Linked DNA regions of Hordeum vulgare: region 2 is linked to region 1. A link is a contact called in public Hi-C data. All regions are on one chromosome and are shown on one strand. The core of a region is the stretch at or near the end of the contact, and the rest is flanking DNA. Distances in the headings are between cores, read along the strand shown. Region 1 overlaps LOC123402881. Region 2 holds the start of LOC123401735 (phenylalanine ammonia-lyase).

What was found. Hi-C and Micro-C count contacts between places; a contact is called where the count stands out from the background.
Region 2: a contact with region 1 is called in a Hi-C map of leaf, with 5 times the contacts expected there. The contact joins the promoter of LOC123401735 here to the enhancer-like site in region 1. A contact is called at or near these places in 4 of 6 Hi-C or Micro-C datasets (leaf and seedling) and 1 of 1 datasets of contacts at active chromatin or transcription factors (embryo).

Annotation. Positions count from the first base shown.
Region 1 is chr6H:377,519,458-377,523,711 of MorexV3_pseudomolecules_assembly, reverse strand. It overlaps LOC123402881, which reads right to left. Exons shown (of 6, transcript XM_045096843.1): 6 at 807-1,446. The coding sequence ends at 1,256. Among protein-coding and RNA genes, the nearest start is that of LOC123402881, 14 kb to the right of the region's middle. Within about 2 kb of position 2,226, at least 2 of the 3 cell types and tissues checked have open chromatin away from gene starts, as enhancers often do. A contact at or near this core is called in leaf and seedling, where this site is marked.
Region 2 is chr6H:378,093,357-378,097,440 of MorexV3_pseudomolecules_assembly, reverse strand. It overlaps LOC123401735 (phenylalanine ammonia-lyase), which reads left to right and starts at 2,714. Exons shown (of 2, transcript XM_045095591.1): 1 at 2,714-3,168. The coding sequence starts at 2,804.

The sequences.
Region 1 (4,254 bases), core at 977-3,476:
CCGCTGTCAGGGATGCATATGAAGATGGGTTCTCTTGTGGATTCGACAGTGGCATTGACACTCACTCCAACACCCTTGGAGCCTAGCTAGGTGGTTTGTGTAGGCGATGACGTTGTTGTGGCCAGAGTGTCGGTTCCAGACCTAGGTGACATATTTGCCATCAAGCTTAATGATTTTCTCACAAACTTAGATCCTAGCATGAGCAAGGCGGTCGGACGTGTCTTAAGGGGAAAGGCTCCCCCTCGAAGGGAGAAATCGGACAAGTGCAAAATTAAGAAGTGTGGCGATAGAGTGACGCGGGTGGTTCCATGATGCACTTTTTTTGAGATGCAAATTGGGGCTTGGTTGCCATCAAGCTTAATGATTTTCTCACAATTGGATCCTAGCATGAGCAAGGCGATCAGACGTCTCTTAAGGGGAAAGGCTCCCCCTTGAAGGGAGAAATCGAACAAGTGCAAAATCAAGAGTGTGGTGATAAAGGAGTGGTCCGGGTGGTTTTATGATGCACTTCTTTGAGATGCAAATTGGGGCTTGGTTGTGTTGGTGGTCTTCTTTGAGGTGTTCTTCTCATATTAGAGCAAGCCGTTGGAGTTTCATCTATGATGTTGAGACCCAATTGTTTGATGGTTGTAGAAGTGTTGTCTTAGGTGTGTCGGTTGGTCAATCTCTGCCGTCCCGTGGCTCTCCATTGTTTGGGAGTAGTCCACATGTGGGATCTTACTTGTTACGGTTTTTGCTCCGTTTCCCGTTTATTAACGGGACAACTCTCTTCTTAATTAATCGATGAAGCAACTCTGTTGCCTCCGTTTCAAAAAATAATATTTGAACAAGATAAAGTTTGCACCAGGTAATGTTTGAACCAGATCAGTAATGCTCACCAGATGATCTCTCCTGATAAAATTACGACTCTGGAGTCCAACCATAAATTCAACCATGTTTTCAGGATGCAGATTTTAACATCAACAGACATGAATCGCTACCATCCAGCTATACCAAATGAAAGAATCTCGGGTCTACTTCTCATTTAAGTATGCATGGCACAGATGGAAGCTCTGAATTCTAAATGTACACACAACACAACTCCAACGGTAGGCTTACAGGCAGCATGATTTGTTCAAAGAGCAGATGCCGGCAGCGAATTCACAAATGAACAGCTGCACTGTTTCTCCAGGCTCGCAGCCCCCACAGCCAGGAGCAGATGCCGGCAGCGAATTCACAAATGAACAGATGCTGGCAATAAGCAGACACTTCCAGTTTATGCTGGTCTATTACATGTGCCACAACTTGGATGATTCATCCAGTCCATAGCAGTGCGTTGCGTGGTCACACGATGCTGTCTGAGGGACGCGCCTGTTGATGATTCAGGGGCTAAAACAGGTGCAGGAATGTGGAAACTACCCTGGTCTGCCCGCCGACTAGGCCCTGCCATGGTTTCCTGGGTAGCACCTGATACATGAAAGAATACATCAGCATGAGTTGACAGTAAATATGTTTTCTACATCAAAACAACCAATATGAACAACACAATACTCCCTCTTCTCAAAATGTAAGGCACTGTTGACTTTTCACGCTCTACGATGCACTACTTTGACCACTAATATATACTGTACCAAAATAGATGGATTGAACTTATATGGATGTTATCGTTGGTTGTGTGCACCACAATGATGCAGAGTCCAGGGGTTTTAACCTCCTTTTCAGAAGAAGAAAAAATTATGAATGTTATCGTTATATTTATCTTGCAATGTACTCCGTACTGTACTAATTTTACACATATTATACACGAGAATGATAGTCAAAGTTGTAGAAGTATACTGGACTTCTAACTTATTAGACATTTTTTGCGCTATGCAGCCGATCTAATTTATTATCAGTCAAATGCGGAAATATTTAACTACGACCTACGAAGTAAGAGTAATGGATCAAACAAAACCATTGAATATCAAAATACATGGGAGTAAAAGTTAAAACAATGCATGCAGAAATAAGGCATTTCTGGGTGACATGATTGATACTAGAAGGAACAGATAATAAGGCTACATACATGCATTGGCATTTTTCTGAAACATCGTTGTCATATTTTTATTTTTATTTTGCAGCAACGCGAGAAAAACACTCCTCTTTTCAATAGATAGGAAACCCAAACAAGGTGACAAAAGAACAGCTGTAGTCGACTCGGAACAAAAGAGCCAGCCTAGGCCAGTAGTCGATGAGGTAGTTTGAGTTAGATGGGTGAAGCTCCCATGCGCCTTGGCACAAATAGACTGGAACCAAACTCAGGCCCGGCCCTAGGCTATGGCAAAAGGTGAGGTGGCCTAAGGCCCATTGTCAAATAAGGGCCCAATACATCTACATATGTAAATAAATTATAAACAAATGTGATTTACAGAGCATAACGTCAACACTATTATGGGCATTTGCTAATTAAAATTTCATTTTTGTTTATGCCTTCATATTTTCATGCTATGCGATATATACCAGTAAAAGTATTCATATTACTCTGTTATAGTTGTTATGTCAGTTGTACCTCAATCGCGCTAGGGTCTACATGATGCTAGGGCCGGCCCTGGACAAACTTGGTGCTAGAAGTAACATTGGACGAGCCGGTGATACAACAACTCCACACACCGAGAGCACAAAGGGCAAGTGTCATCATCAGCAGGGCCATGGCGCTTCCTTCGCTCCCCAGTCCAGCAGCGATCGAGAGCAGTTTTCCAGGCAAAGAACTTGAACTTGAGAGGAGCACAGGCACGCCAAATGAGCTCGTGAAGTGGCCATAGTTCACGTGGTAAGCCAACCGGACCGAGAAGCTGGTTCCAAGCTCCCATGCCCAGCAGAAATGATCGGGCATACCAGGCACAAGTTGGATCGGGTCAGCTGCCAAATGAGCTCGTGAAGTGGCCATAGTTCACGTGGTAAGCCAACCGGACCGAGAAGCTGGTTCCAAGCTCCCATGCCCAGCAGAAATGATCGGGCATACCAGGCACAAGTTGGATCGGGTCAGCTGCCGCACGGGCAAGCAAGAGCATCTGGGTGATGGCCAGAATAGACAACCCTCCAACGGTATCATCAATCCAGCTGTTGTTGAGGAGCACCTGAGCTAGCATCCTAGAATCCATGATCTTGAGGGGAATGAACTCCAACAGATCCAGCACGATGGATTGCAGTCCCTCTCAATCCATCTGCTGGTCCGGAAAAGCCAGCTCGCGCCGTCCCCAATCTGCACCTTGACCAAGGCATAGAACAGGGCCAAGGTTTCATCTGACATGTCAAGCTAAGATTTTCCCACAACTTGTCCAGAGCCACTTTGTCAAACCAAAGCCAACACATTTTCATCACCTCATGCATGATGGAAAAATTCGGAGACCCAGGCCACCCAAGTGTTTCGGTAAACAAACATTTACCCGTGCGACCGGGCAACAACCACCGGACGACGAGTCGTTGGCGCACCCAAAAAAAGCTACAAAGCTTTTTGAGACAAACGAAGAGGCCATCATAATGTAGATATGCATCGCTGACAAATAAATAAATAGAAAAGGAGGATGTACCTCCGGTCTCTGCATCTGGGCGATGCATGCAGCCATTTTATTAATTATTCATCAAGATCTTACAAAGTAATACATCAGTAACTCTAAGGCCACCATCTTGGCAACACATGCCGCTACTCCTATAACCTTGATGAAGGGGTGCCGAATATCCAGGCCAAATACCAAACAGACATCGCACCAAAGCCTAACATCTAAAGCCGGATGCCCCATCCAAGCCACAACGCCGGGACTGGGTAACACACCGGTCCGACGCACTCCCAGTGGGCACCAATGTACATGCTGCAAGGGCCGTCACCACCGTCTTCCACCTATCCATCCTCAAAGCAACTACTAACGCATTGACCTTGCCAGGCCTCTCTGCCATCGACGTCACCACGACGCCAAACAGCGTCGTCCTCCTGCGCGACTCCATCGCCACATATGGGACGCCGAGCCTCCACTGCTCCACGCCGTCGAGATCCACCGCCATGAATATGTAGGATGAAGCACCGATCCACCAAAGATGCCATCCACTTGACCCTCGAGCCCGCGTACACCTCCAAGAATGACGCCCCCAAAGGGGGAAACGACACAAGAGTGCCGTCGTCATCCGATCTGCTGATCTAGGGTTTCCCCCGAAGGTATTGGGTGGAGTTGGGAACTTCACCTCGATGATGCCTTCATGAAGGAAACGACGATATGGGCGCCGTCATCACCGGCTCCGGCC
Region 2 (4,084 bases), core at 1,465-3,964, 570 kb before region 1:
CGACGCCATCGATGTACTCAGCTAAGAGCGCATACCCCCACAGTGGAGTCGAGAAGTTGGTCGATAATGCGACGCTCTGCTGGCTCCCTCATGCGCCTTGCGGGTACTGGCTGCCCTGTTGATGGTGATTGGTGAGGCAGAAGGTTCGCCATCCCTGCCGCGCGAGACGCCTCCTCCTGCTCCGCCGCCTCGTCCCTATATCTCTTCATGTTGAGCCTGTTCCACCGATCGACGGTGACCGCCTCCCGTTGATCAACGTCGGCCTTCCACTTCGCGTTTGTCAAGCTCGCGGCCTTTCCATCGGTGCCATCGGCTTCCTCTTCTTTGGCTGGGCGGAATCGGTGGCTTCGCGAGGGGACGCATACTACTTCAGCGGCATGGCGGGCGAATCTGGGCAGAATGGCGGGAGTGGCAGGGGAGAAGAGCGTAGATAATAGGAAAATGAAGGGAAACGGTGGGAAACTTGGCCGGTGTCGCCGACAATGCGGGCCCATGTGCCTTTTTGCTTCACCCGGTGCCCCTCAGGCGCCCCCCGGGATGCTGGGTTCCTCTTGGGTTCACCGGTTGTAATTTTGGTCCAAACCGGCAAAAAAAAACGAAGATATGGGGACGCGCGTGCGACCTTTTTTGGGAGCCGGTGTTAAAAATGGCACCCTGGTGGGGCCGTTGGGGGCGCGGCTGGAGATCTCTAAGAGCAACTCCAACGCGCTGACCCATTTCGTCCACCCGCGTCCGATTGGGTCGCGGCGGACATAAAAGTTGGCCCAACGCGCCGATTCAAACGGACGCGTGTCCATTTTTTGTCCGCTCGCGACCCATTCTGGGCGCAAAATTGGGCGTCATTTGCGTCACCTTGGACACGGAACGGACACGCGCCTCGCCCGCATGCTCCTTCCTGTGGCCCGTTAGTCAACGTCACAGTCTCTCCTTCGTATCCCCTTCCCTCCACTCGCCACCCGCAAGCACACAAACCCTAGGCTGGCGACCCCAATTTCCCTCGACCACCCTAGCTCTCCAGCAGCAAATCTATCGGCGGGGTGCCCCCTTCATCCCGGTGCGGGAGGCCTATTGGTAGATCTACGACGGCGGTGGGATTTGGCATCATCCTGCTCGCGGGATTTGGCGAATCCGGCCACCGACGGGCTGCAATTGCGATGGATTGGCTGGGTGCCGGTCCACCAGATCTGGGCAATCCCTCGGTGCCACATGGAGACGCTCAATCCGCCTCTAGCCGCTCGGGTCTGGCCCGCCGCAGGTTCACCGGCAAGGTCATGTCCGACCGTTGCCCTGGCTCGACGATGGCCCAAAAGCTTGGCGGCAAACCTTTGTCGTTCATAAAAGTGCGATGACTACTCGCCGCAGGTCATCCAACGCGTTTCTTGGACATCGGAACATCCCGGTTGGGCATTCGTGAAGTGCAAAAATGATGGGATATGATTTTTCTTCGGCCTTTTGCTCTTTGATGATTCGATGCAATTTCGGTAGCTTATTATTTGCTCAATATTGTGTGTAGAATGGATGCAATTTTTGGTATTGGAAAGAAAGAATACATCGATCTATTGATCTCACAAAATTTCCTAAATGTTCGTGCACTTTTATCTTGAATTGAAGGTACAGATAAGACTAAAGAAGACACCAAGGAGGAAGCACCGTCTAATGCTTTAGCATCAAAGAAGAAAGACGCTGTGCTTAAGTATCCACACATCAACAACGAAGTCATAGAGAAGAAACGTAGTCCAACTAGTAGGAGCAGTTAAGGAAGTTGGACATCTTTTAAAATGTCTAATTATGATTCTTGTTTTCTTTGGTTATATCCGTAGCGAAGAATTGGTAAAAAAATGTATGTATTAAATAGCATTTAATAAAATAGAAATAACGTTCAAATTCGAAGCAAAATGGATGATGGTCGGCCGCGGGGACGAAAAATGAATCAGCGCGTTGAATGCACGGCCAATCCATTTACAAAAAAAGGGCGGACATGCTAACCTAAATGGTTAAAAGATGGACAAAGCACGCGTCGGTTTGTGTCGCGTGGTTGAAATTGATGTAAGAGGTTGTATTGAAGAAGAAGAAGTGCTCAAAAGAATAGACTTGATTTTCCTTTCTGGGTTGGTGAGGCTGTTTCTCCCTTCCTTTTCCCTGCTCTTCGCTCCCACCTTTAGCTTTCTCCGCGGTAGAAACAAATAATGATTTTTTTCAGGACGTGCGTATGGAAGAAGAAAGATAAAATTAATTTTATGATAATTATAATATAAGTGACAAAAAAAGGTAACATAGATATGTATTTGTAGCTGTTCCCCGATCCTAGGCTTTCTCTCTTAATCTTCTCTGTAGGAGTATTTAGTAGTATAACCGTGGTGTTCCCTTCTCCTGGACCAGTCGACCTCGTAGTGCCTACGATGTTTATCTGGCAGTAAATTGCAGATTTTCAGTCATTACATTGAGCTAAACAAAAGAAGTTTTAGTATGAGTAATTGGGAGTAGGGGGTGATTAAGCATTAAAACGGGAGATATTTAAATCAGCAAAGTAGAAAATTAGCAAAACTTTGGCAGATCCACCGTATCAGTCACCAACCAACCCACTAGGCAAGGCAGTAGCACTGCTGCAGAGAGGAGCTGGATGGATGGATAGGGGTCCTCGCCCACCTAAACCCGCCTACCTCGCCACCCCGGCGCTATTTAAGCTGGCCACTCCGCCCCCGTTTCCCTCCAAGAAGAGCACATCACCATCTCCTCCGGCTCTTCTTCGACTCCCCTGCTCCTCTTCGCAGTTTGCCGGCCACCACCACCACCCACCGAGAAAATGGCAGGCAACGGAGCCATCGTCGAGAAGGACCCGCTCAACTGGGGCGCGGCGGCGGCCGAGCTCACCGGCAGCCACCTCGACGAGGTGAAGCGGATGGTGGCGCAGTTCCGCGAGCCAGTGGTGAAGATCGAGGGCGCCAGCCTCCGCGTCGGCCAGGTGGCGGCCGTGGCCCAGGCCAAGGACGCGTCGGGCGTCTCCGTGGAGCTCGACGAGGAGGCGCGGCCCCGCGTCAAGGCCAGCAGCGAGTGGATCCTCAGCTGCCTCGCCGGCGGGGGCGACATCTACGGCGTCACCACCGGCTTCGGCGGCACCTCCCACCGCCGCACCAAGGACGGGCCCGCCCTCCAGGTGGAGCTCCTCAGGTAACCAATTCAACACCAAACCTGTACTGTAGTGTTTATTTTCTTCTGCAACTTTGATCATTCAGCATCCAGATCACGCATGTTTGCTCGCTCCATGCGTTGCGCCCATCCGTCAGTGAGAGCAGTAGGAAACTTTTCGTGTTCCATCATGGTAGTGCTAGACTAACTTTTGCCTAGCTGTAGCCTCCTGAGGTTCATGTGCCATGGAAAGGAGCCTGGCAAAAATGGAAACAAAATACCACAGTAAATACGCCTCTCATCATGGTAGTGGCCAGAACCGTTACCTCATGCAGGTGTGTGCATCAGCACATCCTGATGGAGAAGGGAAAATAGACAGATCATACGCATTTAAAGTTGAGGCGTTAAACTGCGTGCCATGCTTGCTGCATAGATCGACGGTGACAAGTCGATGGAAGCAAACAGGACGCAGAGACGCACGCAGCAGTAGCAGCGAAAAGGAAAGAAATTAAGCAAGAGGCGGATCTAGTTAAGCGGATGTGGGCCGTGCCGGGGCTTCATCTGTCGGTTGGTTCGCGTCGCGTTCCCGCCACGCGAGGCCCGGAACACGCACAAGCACATGCATGACAGATGACACTCATGCGTACCCGATCAACGAGTCACGCGTAGGACACCTGCGCCTGTGCCGGTCGGGTTTAGTTTACATGCTCAGCGAAAATGTGCCAAGGAGAAGTCCGAGAACAAGATGAACATGATTATAGGCTGCGTAACACACCAAGATTTGCTCAGCTGACATTGAAGTTTTGTGTATTGCAAAGGAAAAGCTAGAAAAATGTTTAGATATTCATTGTATATGCAGTGCAGATCTGGTCATCTGACACTCATCCACATATCCAAACTGACACAAAAATAATTGTTTACTACTTCTGCGTTGTCTGAGCATCACGCTCTGACTTTC